Linked DNA regions of Zea mays: regions 1 and 3 are each linked to region 2. The links are chromatin contacts, called in public Hi-C maps. All regions are on one chromosome and are shown on one strand. The core of a region is the stretch at or near the end of the contact, and the rest is flanking DNA. Distances in the headings are between cores, read along the strand shown.

What was found. Hi-C and Micro-C count contacts between places; a contact is called where the count stands out from the background.
Region 1: a Hi-C map of ear shows a contact between it and region 2, with 3 times the contacts expected there. The contact joins the enhancer-like site here to the promoter of LOC100273606 in region 2. A contact is called at or near these places in 4 of 25 Hi-C or Micro-C datasets (bundle sheath, ear, leaf and 1 more).
Region 3: a Hi-C map of tassel shows a contact between it and region 2, with 2.7 times the contacts expected there. The contact joins the enhancer-like site here to the promoter of LOC100273606 in region 2. A contact is called at or near these places in 4 of 25 Hi-C or Micro-C datasets (bundle sheath, ear, leaf and 1 more).

What each region holds. Positions count from the first base shown.
Region 1 is chr1:97,226,904-97,231,440 of Zm-B73-REFERENCE-NAM-5.0, forward strand. No RefSeq gene overlaps it. Among protein-coding and RNA genes, the nearest start is that of LOC118476028, 220 kb to the left of the region's middle. Within about 2 kb of position 2,853, at least 8 of the 20 cell types and tissues checked have an H3K27ac peak or open chromatin away from gene starts, as enhancers often do. A contact at or near this core is called in ear and tassel, where this site is marked.
Region 2 is chr1:97,501,491-97,505,932 of Zm-B73-REFERENCE-NAM-5.0, forward strand. LOC100273606 (CHL-CPN10) reads left to right here and starts at 1,401. Exons shown (of 6, transcript NM_001365740.1): 1 at 1,401-1,629; 2 at 1,752-1,802; 3 at 2,287-2,352; 4 at 2,440-2,487; 5 at 3,029-3,058; 6 at 3,160-3,407. The coding sequence starts at 1,492. The coding sequence ends at 3,231.
Region 3 is chr1:97,206,205-97,210,621 of Zm-B73-REFERENCE-NAM-5.0, forward strand. No RefSeq gene overlaps it. Among protein-coding and RNA genes, the nearest start is that of LOC118476028, 200 kb to the left of the region's middle. Within about 2 kb of position 1,992, at least 19 of the 20 cell types and tissues checked have an H3K27ac peak or open chromatin away from gene starts, as enhancers often do. A contact at or near this core is called in bundle sheath, ear, leaf and 1 more, where this site is marked.

The sequences.
Region 1 (4,537 bases), core at 1,603-4,102, 270 kb before region 2:
TCCTCCACTACAGTTGTACTACTGTAGTTGGGTCTCCATGAACCATATACCCCGCATTCAATATAGAGAAATGTTAATTTTATACTATTAAAAAATTTCATTCACAAATTTGTATCAATCTAATATATGTCGATAGTTATTTACATAGTCTTTCAATGCAATTTATGCAGATCAGAAGCTTTGTACATGCAGGCAATGAAATTTTAACTCAGTACAACATAGATTGACCAATATTGTGATAGCGTGAACAAAGCCACCAGAAAATTGCACAGAAACAACTTGAACTCGTTGATACGTTTGTAGAGATGATTGACTACATGATGGCACAGGATGGGATGGTGATCCCACAAACTCTCCAACCCAACGATTTACTCGTAATGCTACTATTCACCTACATTTTTTGGAGGTACAATATATTTTTTATTTCAAACACTCCATATAAACCTGCTACATGATCTAAATATTTTACAACTGGTGCACTGTGATGACTGATGACAACATAAAACCCGTGGTTGCATGCAGGGAGTAGGGAAGGCATTGTCGATCTCTTCTTGAAGTCAGCTGAGTATTTGGACTATGCAGTTCATCATGTACCCATACATATACCACCTCAAAGACACCTTATTAATTCTTTTTTATTGCATTAATTCAGAGCACTGAACATAGGAGTTCACCGTAGAAGTTCAGTGGTAACACTGATGATGACTACGTACTCTTTTATGAAAGCCTTGCCAAAAGAAGATGTCCTTCTCATAGTTGAGTACAAGAATAATTATCTCTTGTATCTTATTGTAAAATCTGAAACATTTGTTCTGTAGATGGTTAGCTTGCATTTTATGCTATAATTACCTCAAATCACGTGTTGCCTTTTCACCAATTTATGACATATATTGATATGTTTTACTTTAATTTACGACATGTATTGATGTGTTTTGCGACAACCTCATGTGGGGCCACATTTGCCATTATGAAATAGATCGACGATTTACGCTAAAATTCATACCCATTTACACTGTGTTGTTTTGGTTCATGTTTTACGTTTAAATCCGACTGAGCCAGAACTTGCGCATGATCGTACGCATGCGATTTTCACGCAGTAATTTAGGCCCCATTCGTCGTTACGAAACAGATCAATGATTTATGCTATTTTGGTTCACGTTTTACGCTGAAATCTACCCGAGTCAGAACCCGTGTACGATCGGACGCGCGAGATTTTCACGCCGTAATTTCCGGGCCAATTCGCCGTTACGAAATAGATATACGATTTACGCTGTTTTTTATGTTTTACTCTAAAATCTGTCCGAGTCAGAACCCGATCACGATGGGACGTGCGAGATTTTTATGTCGTAATTTTCGGATCGCATTTGTCGTTTCGAAACAGATCTACGATTTACGCTAAAATTCGTAATCATTTACGTTGTTTTAGCTCACGGTTTACGCAGGAATCCGCCCGAGCCAGAACCGGAACCACATACTACATGATTTATACTGTCAAGTACAAGTCATTATGCAGTCGTAAACGCTGTCCACAATGTCATATTCGTTCCACGTGATTCGGGCGTCAAAAGATTCCTTTATACATGGTTTACGCATCTTTATCCATATATATATATATATATATATATGCATTCGTATATTGTCTTACGCTTATCGTCCTGAATTCTTGGTTGTCGACTGCATGGCTGACGCAAGCACGTGGGTGCTGGGCCGACCGTGTCCTGGCTGGGCTTCCATTAGTAGGGGAAGCCTAGGGCTTCTATTACCTCTTCACTCGCTCAATTAACCCGAAGATTCAGGCAGTGAAGGACGGCCTCCTAACGGCTTAGCACTGCCACCCATCGAGGAAGCTGGGGTAGCACCATGCCTTTAATACAACAGGACCCGATTCCTCTTGTCTTGATACATGCTGTTCAGGTTCGGTAGAGGCGTCATGATCTTGCTTCACTAACAGTTTATGTAAATGCCATCAATTCCTTGGTAGCTCGGAGAAAAAAAAGCAGTGTCCGTCGGTTTCTTTCTCCTCGTATATATATATCTGCTTAAAAGGACAGCTAGCTGACAGTGATACGTGAGATGGGAATGGGAGCTTTCTTAGAGAACGGAACACAACCAGTGCTATGCATTGCATTGCATTGGGGGGAGTAGAATATAATCGCCATATGTTGTTCACGGAATCGGCGGAGGATTAAAGCGCAAGCAACCTTAATCAAAAGAAATGCGTAGCAATCCTCATGATGCGGCAGGCAGGCATTATATATACATCGAATCGAATCAGGAGAGATCGGAGTTTGTTAGAGCATGCTTTTCGGTAAGATCTTTACTCTACTTTTTCTACAAGAGCGTGGTTCTTTTTTTTACAATGTCTGCAGGCCAACTTTTTTTTTGTTATCAATTTTGCTTGGCGGTTATTATGGTAAGAAAGGGAGAGATGGATGGATGTGTGATGTGTCTCGCGCGTGGTGGTAGCCTGCCATAGCAGCGAGCCAGCGACACAGCAGCACAGGATGCAGGAGAGGGAGACTAGCAGTCCACAGCATATACGCACGCACGTATATGAATCCATGATGCCGATCGATTCCGGCTAGCTAAATAGATTCCTCTGCGGCTGCTCAATCTGTTGGACTAGCACTAACTGTTGAAGGTTGAAGCATCATGCAAGGCGTCCATGCTGTCGTCTCGTCCCCATGTCACTTGTCAGTTACACTGCTAGGTGCCGACTGCCGATCCGTAATGTTAGCTAGGCGGGCACGTACTTGAGCAGTCTCGAGATAGCATCAGGCACAGCAGAGCCCCCACCCCCACACGCCCAGGCACCCACAGCGTCCCAGCGTGTGCAATGCATCATGCCATGGCGGCACTGCATGCAGCGTCGGCATGGAGATGGATGGGATGGATGGACAACCTAGGCCGGCGGGAGGCATGCATGCACGTGACACTAGCGCTTGCCCCCTTCCATGATTGTTACTAATATACTAACTGGCCCAGGAAGGAAGCAGAAGGTCAGAGCGAGGGCGCAGTAACTGGTGGCCGATGCATCACTGCTCCGTCGTCTCGCAATGCAGCCAGGCGGGGGACATGCGCAGTGCTCCGTCCAGGTACAGTAGCCTGGCGGAGCAGAACCTCTCGATCGCTCATGGGACTCATCATGGACCCGCTGAAGACAATGCATTGGGGGATGGACTGGAGATGCAGGCTACAGAGGCGCCTCTTCCTTTTTTTATTACTGTTTTATTACTCATGTCTTTCGGTCCTGGCAAGCCTAATGACTACACCGATGATTTCCTGCTCGCACGCTCTAGGCTAGCTGCTGTAGTAAATAAAAACAAAAGGAGTTGAAAAATTAAAGAATCCATCCACGGCACGCAATAGAATGCGCGTCAGTTTGGCTGAGATGTGGATAAGAATAGAGCAACTTTATTTCTATTTTTAATGCTTGGTTTTCAATAATAACCGAGCGGCTACTAGAGTCTCTATATGAAAATACTTGGAATACTTTCAGTTTATTAAGGGTGTGTTTGGTTGAGTACGTAGTGGATGAGAATGAAGCGGTTGCATTCCTATTTTCTGTATATTTTGTTTTAACAAAAAAGAGCGGATCCTGTAGTCTCCATATAAAAATTTACCATAAATATTTAGAATACTCCCGCTCCACCAAAATGACCGGATGCGAGTGCTCTACCGGACGCAAGCGCCCTCCTCTCTCTCCTCATCTCTATACTCATGTGACTCTCCAACCAAACAAAGAACAGAGCAGCTCTGCTCTATTTTACTCTTCAAGCAAACAAAAAATGGAGCGGCTCTGTTCTGCTTGCCAAACTCAGAATAGACCGACCCCATTCTCAAAAATTAGAATGGAGTCGTTCCATTCTAGTCGACTCTCCAACCAAACGCACCCTAAAATGACCGGATGCGAGCGCTCTTCCGGATGCGAGTGCTCTCCTTCCTCTCCTCCCACTACAGGAATCAGGAAGATTCCCGTCGGCCATTTTAATTCCCGTCGGCCCGAGCGCGGGCCGACGGGAATTAAATAACTCCCGTCGGCTCAATTCCAGCCCACGGGCTTTATTTTAACTCCCGTCGGCCAGCCGCCAGCCGACGGGCTTTATTTTAATTCCCGTCGGCCCAGCCACCAGCCGACGGGCTTTAGTTTAACTCCCGTCGGCCCAGCCGCCAGCCGACGGGAGTTAACTAATTCCCGTCGGCCCTGACGCTAGCCGACGGGAATTAAATGTTTATGTGCCCGACGCCGCCGCCGCGCGGCTCATTTTCTCGCTCGCTTGCCTCTGTCGTTTTCACGCCGCCGCCGCTCACCACCTCTCGACGCCGGCCGCCGCTCACCACCGCCGCCCGCCGCCCGCCCGCGGCCTAGAGCGCACCCGCCGCCGCCCCGGGAGCGCCGCCCCCAACCGCCACCGCCCCGGCGTCGTAGCGCCGCCCGCCGCCGCCCCCGTAGCGCCGCCCGCCGCCGCCCCCTAGCGCCGCCAGCCCCATAGCGCCGCCCGCCGTCCGCCCACGCCCCCGGAGCGCCGCCCACCCA
Region 2 (4,442 bases), core at 151-2,650:
ATCATCTATATTATCTCACTCACGTGTCTTGTCAGCGTTCTCTCTTCCCTTATATCTCTATTCTTTACAGCCGTTCACTCTAAATCAATCCTCCATACTCCACTATACTATTATTATATACATAATACATTTCCCTAGCATTAACTCAACTAGCATCCATATTCCCATACATCTCTAGACATCTCGCCTAAGCTAGCCTCCGCTAGCCAACTACCATGAGGACCCGCTTGTAAACTCGAGGATATTAAACAAAGAGACGGGAGGTTGAGATCTGAAACCAGTGTAAACTTTGCGTCCCATATGCTAACCTTCTAATTTAATTTCCTACGTGATATACCGATCTGTATTTCTCTAGCAAACAATTAATTCAGATAATTCGCATCTCCACATAAGTTTATTACAAAAATAGATTTAACGATCTATCTAATCATAGTAATTATATACTACAATTATTTATTTATTATATATATTTTAGTTAAAGCGGAAAGAATTTAACTCCTCAAAAACACACACAAAACGGCATCTATTTAGGGATATTTGTTTAGGGAGGTAGAGGTAGTAACCATCTTGCAGCCAACCGTATGCAGACTACTAGACATATGCCCATATCATGTGGTTCTTCTTTTTTCTTAAACTGCTCTCTAACGTTTTAGCTAACTACAATTTCTAACAGTTTCACTCAATAAAATACTCTTGCTTCTTCGAAATTTAAATATATTTTAACTTTAACTAATTTAGTATATATAAGAGACTATTACTATTTATGATGTACAATAAATATTATTAACACTTTCTAAAATTCCAGTTAAATCAAAATGTTTGACCTGCCTAAAACCATTGGTGACTTTGCTTTTAGTATTGAATTTGAGGAAGTACCACGCATACGGCATACCAACCGCTACCAGACAAATGAACTTGTGGTGTTTATCCTTTTTAATTCTATATACCTGGTGCCAGAATTGTTTCTCTGAACAATTATCATCCGAGAGCTGGCCGACAGTGTCTACGTGCAGTGTCTAAGGGCTCTGCCATGAGAACGGAATAGAGAAGTTGCCATTCGCCGAGCTTTTCCAGCCTTTTTCTTTAACCAAAACAACGACAAAGACAGATTGCGAGGCTAAAACTAGCGCAGCAAGGGCGCTTATCTAATCTACGGCCGGTTGTTACATTCCATTCCATATCGAGGATATGAAGCATTATACAAAAGAAAACTTACGTTGTTTCAGGCCCATTGTTCCAGCGGGCCAGCACAAATCGTAAATTCGTAATGGGGCCGAAATTGATGCTAAGCCCCTCCACCTCCAGATTATACAGACCATTTCGAGATGAAGGCCCAACAAGAAACTATAGAAGCATCGAGAAGAAATCCATCCCCGTGCAAAAACAGATAAGGGACGGCACGCGACGCAACTATCCTCTAGAGAGAGAGAGGAAGCCCGTCGTTCTGGAAGTTTCCACGCTCCGCGCCTCCGCCCCCTGGTCTCCGCTCCAATGGCGCCCTCACTCCTCGCCGCCATGTCCACCTCGCCCTTCCTAGCCAGCAGCGGCAGCAGCCGCAGGCCGCTAGGCGCTGCCCACACCCGACGGGCTGGACTGCGCGTGGCCGCGCTTAAGTACGACCCTGCCAAGGTGGGTGGGTTCGCTGCTGTGTGAATCCATGCGCTCTGGTTTCGAGTCTTCAAGGTTTGCTGGGTGGAATTTATGATCTAAGTCTAACGGTGTGGTTCTTGGTTTTTTTTTGGGGGGGGCAGGTGGCGCCGCAGAACGACCGGGTTCTCGTCCGTCTTGAGCAGATCCCTGAGGTCTCTCCGCTATCAATCGTGTCTCCACTCCAATACGCATGGATTGAGACGGATACGAGTGTAGCCGTATAAAGCCTAAGTGCTGTAGTTACTCTGACTTTGAGAGCAACTACGACCACTTGGGTTTTGAAATGTCTTATGGAATCTGAGTTTATTTATATAGCAGTATAATTGATTCACTCAAGCTAACACTCCCCCAACTATAATTACAGTATTCTGTTTACTGCACCGATTAGAGATATTGCAGTACTATCAATAAGTGTGGTTAGTTTGACATGTTAGCAGGGCTCTGTAATTTTAAAATTTTAGAATCAACTGTTGCACCCGTCCTTTTCTATACCTGAATTACTGTACAATCCTGTTTCCTGTGAAACTGTATTACAGGAATGCACATGTGTCTGCTGAAGTTTTTAGAAGTTGATAGTTTGATATAATTGATTGTTCTGAGTTCTGAGTTTCTGACAAAACTGTTTTATTCATGCAGAAATCTGCTGGCGGTGTATTGCTACCAAAATCTGCTGTTAAGTTTGAGAGATATCTGATGGGTGAGGTGAGATCTTGAAGGCACTACTATCTGTTTCTGTGATTGTTAATTTTAGTAGGATATAGTCTGACCACATTGTATTGTTCATGCTAGATTCTATCGATCGGTGCTGAAGTCAGTGAAGTTGAGGCTGGGAAGAAGGTAAGGAACATTTTATGACTTAACTCTTATTGATGCATGCTCAAATGCTCACTTGTGCAAACAAGTAGCATTTTTGTGCTTTGCGTGTGAAGTTTGTTTATACTTTAGAGAACAATCTATCATATATTTCACACTTTTGTTTATACTTTGGAGAACAATCTATCATATTATGTCACACTTTGCTTTGTGGTTTGTCTTCTAATCTTACTATTCAAATTTATTGTTTATCTTGGACAAAGGAACTAAGTGAATGGACTATGTTTACTTGAGTAGATTGAAGAGTGGTTATGTTTCTAAAACAAATATAGTGTGCTAATTTGCAAGATGCTACCATTATGACATTGTCTGCTACTGAAATCTGCTTGTCACGCCAGAAATAGACATGCTTTATTTTTGTTTTCTATCCTTGTCAATTTTTCCGGCAATTGAAATTGTTACTGTGTCAATTCTTACAGTTTGCATAGTTTGTTGAATGTACTTTTACTTTTACCGTAGTACAATGCTCATAATGTAGAATACTGTAACCAGTTTGCACTTGCAGGTTCTCTTCTCAGACATCAATGCTTATGAGGTAACTGGCTTATTTTCTCTTAACAATTTTTTTTGGCCTTGCCGTGAGCCCTACATTTTCCGATTCAATCAACCTAGCTGACTTAGCTCATTGTGTTGTAGGTGGAGCTTGGTACTGATGAAGAGAAGCACTGCTTCTGCCGTGAGTCAGACTTGTTAGCTGTAGTTGAATGAATTTTACCATGAAAATTTCGGACTTACCTGGGAATGCTCCAACGGCATGAACTTATCTTGCCCCCACTTTGTTGTATGCCATTTGAACGTTCGTTAATTCAGCTTCTAGATGATTGTTAGTTACCGTTGATTTTTGGTCGCCATAAACTGGAATTATGTTAATGCCCATTTTCTTTACAGAGGCTCTTGCTCACGTTTGGAATACGAAACTGTGCTGAACCGAACTTGAAATGTTTACATTGCCCATCTGATGTTTCTGCTTCTGAACATTCTTTAGGCAACATCCTAATTATTTCTATCAGGGTCTCCAGATTTTGTTGTGCTGACCATAGTCTCATTCGATTGGTTTGAAATGTATGTGTGTTCTTTTTAATGTTTCTCGTCCTCATTGCTCAGCCAGAGTTTATGGGCATGTCGAACACCATGGAGTATTCATGTACGGAGTATATAAAGAAGAGAATATGGTCAGAGTTCGGAACCTTGGACATCTGATCGGGAATGATTTGGAAAACAAAAACAAACAGTTTGTTCATTACTACTCAAAAGAGAGTTCGGTCATTCGCATGATACATATAAAAGGGAATGAATTGAAGTTCAAAGTTGACCAAACCAAAATCATAGCAAGAGGAGATTAATAAATGTAGTAGAGGAGAGCCGACAGTGGAGCTGTGGAGGTACGGGTGTTCTGGTTAGTTAAACCTGCTGCATAAGAAGTACCTTTCGAATCTCTCCCTGCACGTTGGTGAGCACGTTGACCACGCTGAGCTTAGCGAGAACCTTGGCCAGCTGGTCGACCATCCAGCGCGTAGAGCCGTCCCTGTAGAGGTTATGATCGACGGAGAGCACGCCGCGGTGGAGCTGCGGGTTGTTGTAGACTTGTAGCTGTGACGTGCGTGTGAGGAAAAAGGGAGGAGCCGAGGAGGTGGGAGCTAGGGGTAAAAACGGATTAGATATACCCGTCGGGTACCTACCGGATAAGGATAATGCAAATACCCGTTTTTCGGATACGGATTCGGTTATTTTTATATTCGGGACGGATACGGGTAATACCCGGATACTGTAGCTTCGGATTCGGGTCGGATACGGAACGAGAACTACCCGGTAAATAACCGAATATTCGGGTCGGATACGGCTACCCGGAATTCGGGTACCCGTTTTTTTCTTTTTCTGCATAATAATCTCTACTATTACTTAATTGTGTATTGTAGGCG
Region 3 (4,417 bases), core at 742-3,241, 290 kb before region 2:
TGGAAAAAAATTGGATCGATTCCTTCTCATCTCCTCTGATTTGGTTAATTGAGTCTTGTCGTTCTTTAGCAGCGCAAGCAAAGGCAGATGATGAAAAAACTGAATCGAATGTGCTACACTCCTGCTGTCTCTGCCACCGTCGAACTCCCGACACTATCGTCTTCTAGAGGTAAACAGACCGTTCTCAGCCTTCAGTTCGCTTTACCATGTTCATTGCTCCCTGCAAGGGTCCCAATCTCTGATTTCTTTCTGGCATAACGATGGTGTTGAGGGCGACAATGACGGCGTATCTGCTCCCACCGATGTCTACCACCCGCCGTTGTCATTTCTGGGCGGTAATCAGATCCTTTCCATGCTTCGTTTCGATTTCTCATGTTCTCCTGCATTTAGTTTTGAATCTTTGCAATGCTCTCTCGATCTACACTGGAATACAATACGATGTCGATCTACACCGGAAAGCACACATGCTTTTTTCTCCCCCTTTTCCCCTCCAACTACACCGGAAGGCACAAATGCTTCTTTGCCTCTTTTTTTAATCACATTAGAAACCCTAAATTTGGTTTCCCCTGAAAAAGAAAATTAACAGAAACTAGGACCGCATAATGTGGACCTGCCTTTGCCTTTACTGATCGCCATGCATCCACTCGCGCGTGCTATTGGGCTTCATGCAGGACATGTTACTTTTGGATGCATTTAGGGAATACATATGTCATTTCATGTTATTGTATTGCTTTCTTAAAGTTTTTTATTCATATTTCAGATGATACTAACAATTATCTTTTATAAATCTTTAGTACGCACTTTCGATGCTCCTATCTTACTTTAACAGACCTATTAAAAGGCATATCAGTATATTAAAGTGCAGTATTACCATAAAAATGTAGATTTCTCCCTAAGCTTTCTTATTTTTTGGCCCCTCTGCAGGACATGTTAATTTTGGGCATTCATGGAATGTCTATCTAATCTAAGCAGCTTATAATCCCAAACAAACATGCCATATAATCTAATTCATCAAGTCCGTCATAGCTTCATATTGAAGAGACCTATCCTTGCCATCAACCAAATTGAACATTCCGGTGTATCCATCAACTCCAACAAAGCTTATCTGAAACAAAACAAAGAATTTCGCGCTCTACAACACTGTCCAGACTATCAGCATCCATTTCTCCACATGTAAGTTAAATTCAACGTGTTTAGTAATTCAATTTTTTTTCGAGATATTTAGATTTCATTATGCTTACACGTTGACTTACATGCCAGCAACATGACAGCTTTGAAATAGACGATAGTCTTCAAACTGTAGACCAAAACCTACAGTCTTTTCAATCACCACCGAAAAGGTACTAAACTGAAAGAATCTTCTCACTTCTCAAATTCATTGGTTTACCTTTCTTTTTGGATTAGGGCTAGGCGCAAATGTTTAAAGTCTGATTGCAGCGAGGATATCTTATTCATTCGATTTGTTGATGCATATACTCTATCACCATCCTTTACTTCAATTGCAAAAAAAATCTATTCAACTTCAAAATAACCTGCTCATCGTACACCGCAGGAAGGATGTTTGAACTTCAGAGATAAGCCTTCGACGCACCACCAGATGTATGTAAATTATGTCTTATTTGGAAAATAGTATCCAAGTATCTTTTGTCTATACATCCTAATATATATATACGTAGACTCAAAGATGCTAAATATGTACTGTTTGTAGCCCGCCACTTTCTATGATGACCGTATATTATGCAATGATCATAATTATCTGGCAGACTGCAACGCTCTGTATACATATATGTATAATATAATGTCCTATCTCTGTGTTTATGGGACAAATAAGTATATAAATTCACGCGCGCTGGCGCGCCATTGGCTAGTTTAAAATATTGGATAGCGGCTGGGGATGTAGCTAGCTAGTTGCAGCGATAAGTCGATAAGACCACGACTGGGCCCGGCCATTCTCGGTAGTTTGCTGCCCCAGTGTCCATTGGGCCAAGTTTCTGGCAGCTTGATCACAGATGAACCAGAAGCCCACATATAGGAACTACACGTAAGGATTAGGCCCGTAAAGCGCACTGCGCCGAGAATTTTCTTTCCGCGCGTGTCATGCTCCAATCATTAACCAGAGAATGAAAGCGCTTTCGATCGGGGCGATTGAAAGCGACAAAGAGAAAGAGAAAAGCATCGGAGCATCGATGCGTCGGTGTATTAGAATTAAAGGTTGGCTCGTAAAAGACTGCAGGCCGGCCGGCCGGCCACTTGGCGTGGCTTCTGCGAAACCTAAGGACTTGTTTGGGACAAAGGGTAATAGAGGGGATTGAGGGGGCTATAATCACTCACTATTTAAAATTAAGTAGTACAAGATTATAGCCCCCTCAATCCACTCCATTAGCTTTAATTCATCTGTATTTGTACCGTGCTGCGCTTCTTCTTCGCCTCCTCCTGGAGGGTGTCGAGAACCCGGACCATCCGCCAACAGCTCCTCTTTTTTTTTTCTGTCAAAGCTAGCTGCTCATTCTGCACTGCAGCCGTCGCGAACGAATCTGCTACGCTACGGGACTAGCTTGCGAAGCTAGGCTATGGTCGGTCAGTGCAAAGAGGTTCGGCGTGAAGTTTTTATTCGATTATGACCTCTGATGGATGGATCTCGATCCCTAGCTCTTTTCCAAGCTCCGTTCCATAATATCATGTGCTCTCCAGAAACAGCTAAACAAAAAACTGTGCTCCGTCGGTGCGGTGTCACTCACTTGCATCTCATGCATGTACCTGTACGTGGTGCTTCTCTCCTATGCCCAGCATCTACTACATGCATGCTACCTATACGTCACTGCATCTCATGCATGTACCTGTACGTCCCAATTTGTTGAAACTAGAAAGTGATTTTTAGCTCTTGCTTCCTACTTGAGCTAGAGTTAGCTGCACTGCACAGCACCTACACGTGGATAGGCTTACTGCTGGCCGATGCCAAATCTAGCAGCCTTTTGATCAGGTACGTACGACTCGCTGCATCTGCATGCATGCATGGCAGAGTGGTTCCACAAAGATCAGGACCTGCATCGCTGCATCTAATGTCAGTATGCCATATGTTCAGTGTCACTGCGTCAAACTGTCAGTTAATTATTATAAAAAATATAATATACCTATACTAGCCAGTAGTACTCCGTATTGTTTTTCAGTATCAGGGCCACTCATGATTTTAGTTTCGCATTTCTATTCTGAAATCATAATATCTATATAGACATATAGTAAGAGTGTGTTTGGGAGCGAGAATACCAGATGACACTAGAGAAGCTAAAATACTCTTGATATTTAATTTTAAATAGAAAGAGGATTTTAGTTTCACTACCGGAATCGCCGGCTTTGCCGAGTGACTGAAGCACTCGGCAAAGCCTTAAAAACACTCGACAAAGGCTTTGCTGAGTGTCGCACTCGGCAAAGAGGGCTCGGCATACAGTGCATCGGCAAAGCCTTCTTTGCCGAGTACTTTTTCTCGGGCACTCGGCAAAGAGGTTTACCGAGTGCCAGTGGGCACTCAGCAAATAAAAGCAACCGTTACGGCGTCGGGTTGACGGAGACGGTGTCTTTGCCGAGTGTCTCGGGTGATACTCGGCAAAGAAGTTAACTTTGCCAAGTGTCGGCCTGACAGCACTCGGCAAAGAAACCGCCAGAGGGGGTCCCCATGTCAGGTACTTTGCCGAGTGCTTGGTATGGTACTCGACAAAGCATGCTTTTTTGCCGAGTGCTTGGTATGGCATGTGAGAATGGTGGAAGGCGATACCCAAGGAGGGTCACCGCATATCATTATATAGCAATGAGAGGATTATAATGGATGGCAATAATCATGCCGAGTATCATGGGACGCAGCCCAAGGATGGAAACAGTAATAACTACTATAGCGAGATTTCCTCTCTATCCTAACACCCTCCCTCAATCTGTACGGGATGAAATCAAGTTCAGATTGCTACAAATATGGCAAAAAGCAGGTCCTGGTAGAGCCTTAGTCATTATATCAGCAAGCTGGTCCTTAGAGGAGATTAGTCGAACATCCAATTGGCCGGAAGCAACACGTTCTCGGACGAAATGGTAGTCGACTTCGACATGCTTCATTCTTCGATAAAATATTGGGTTGGCAGTAAGATATGTAGCACCGGTATTGTCACACCACAGAACTGGTGGTCGAGGAAGAACAACACCAAGTTCCCGAAGTAATACTTGAAGCCAAATAATTTCTGTCGTTGCATTAGCGACTTCCTTGTATTCCGCTTCAGTACTAGATCGAGACATAGTTGAATGTTTGCGAGATCCCCAGGATATGAGATTGTTACCAAAAAAGATAGTGAAACCTCCTGTACTTCGGCGATCATCTGGATTGCCGGCCCAGTCAGCATCAGAGAAGGCCCGAAGCAACGGAGTGTGTGTCTTGGTG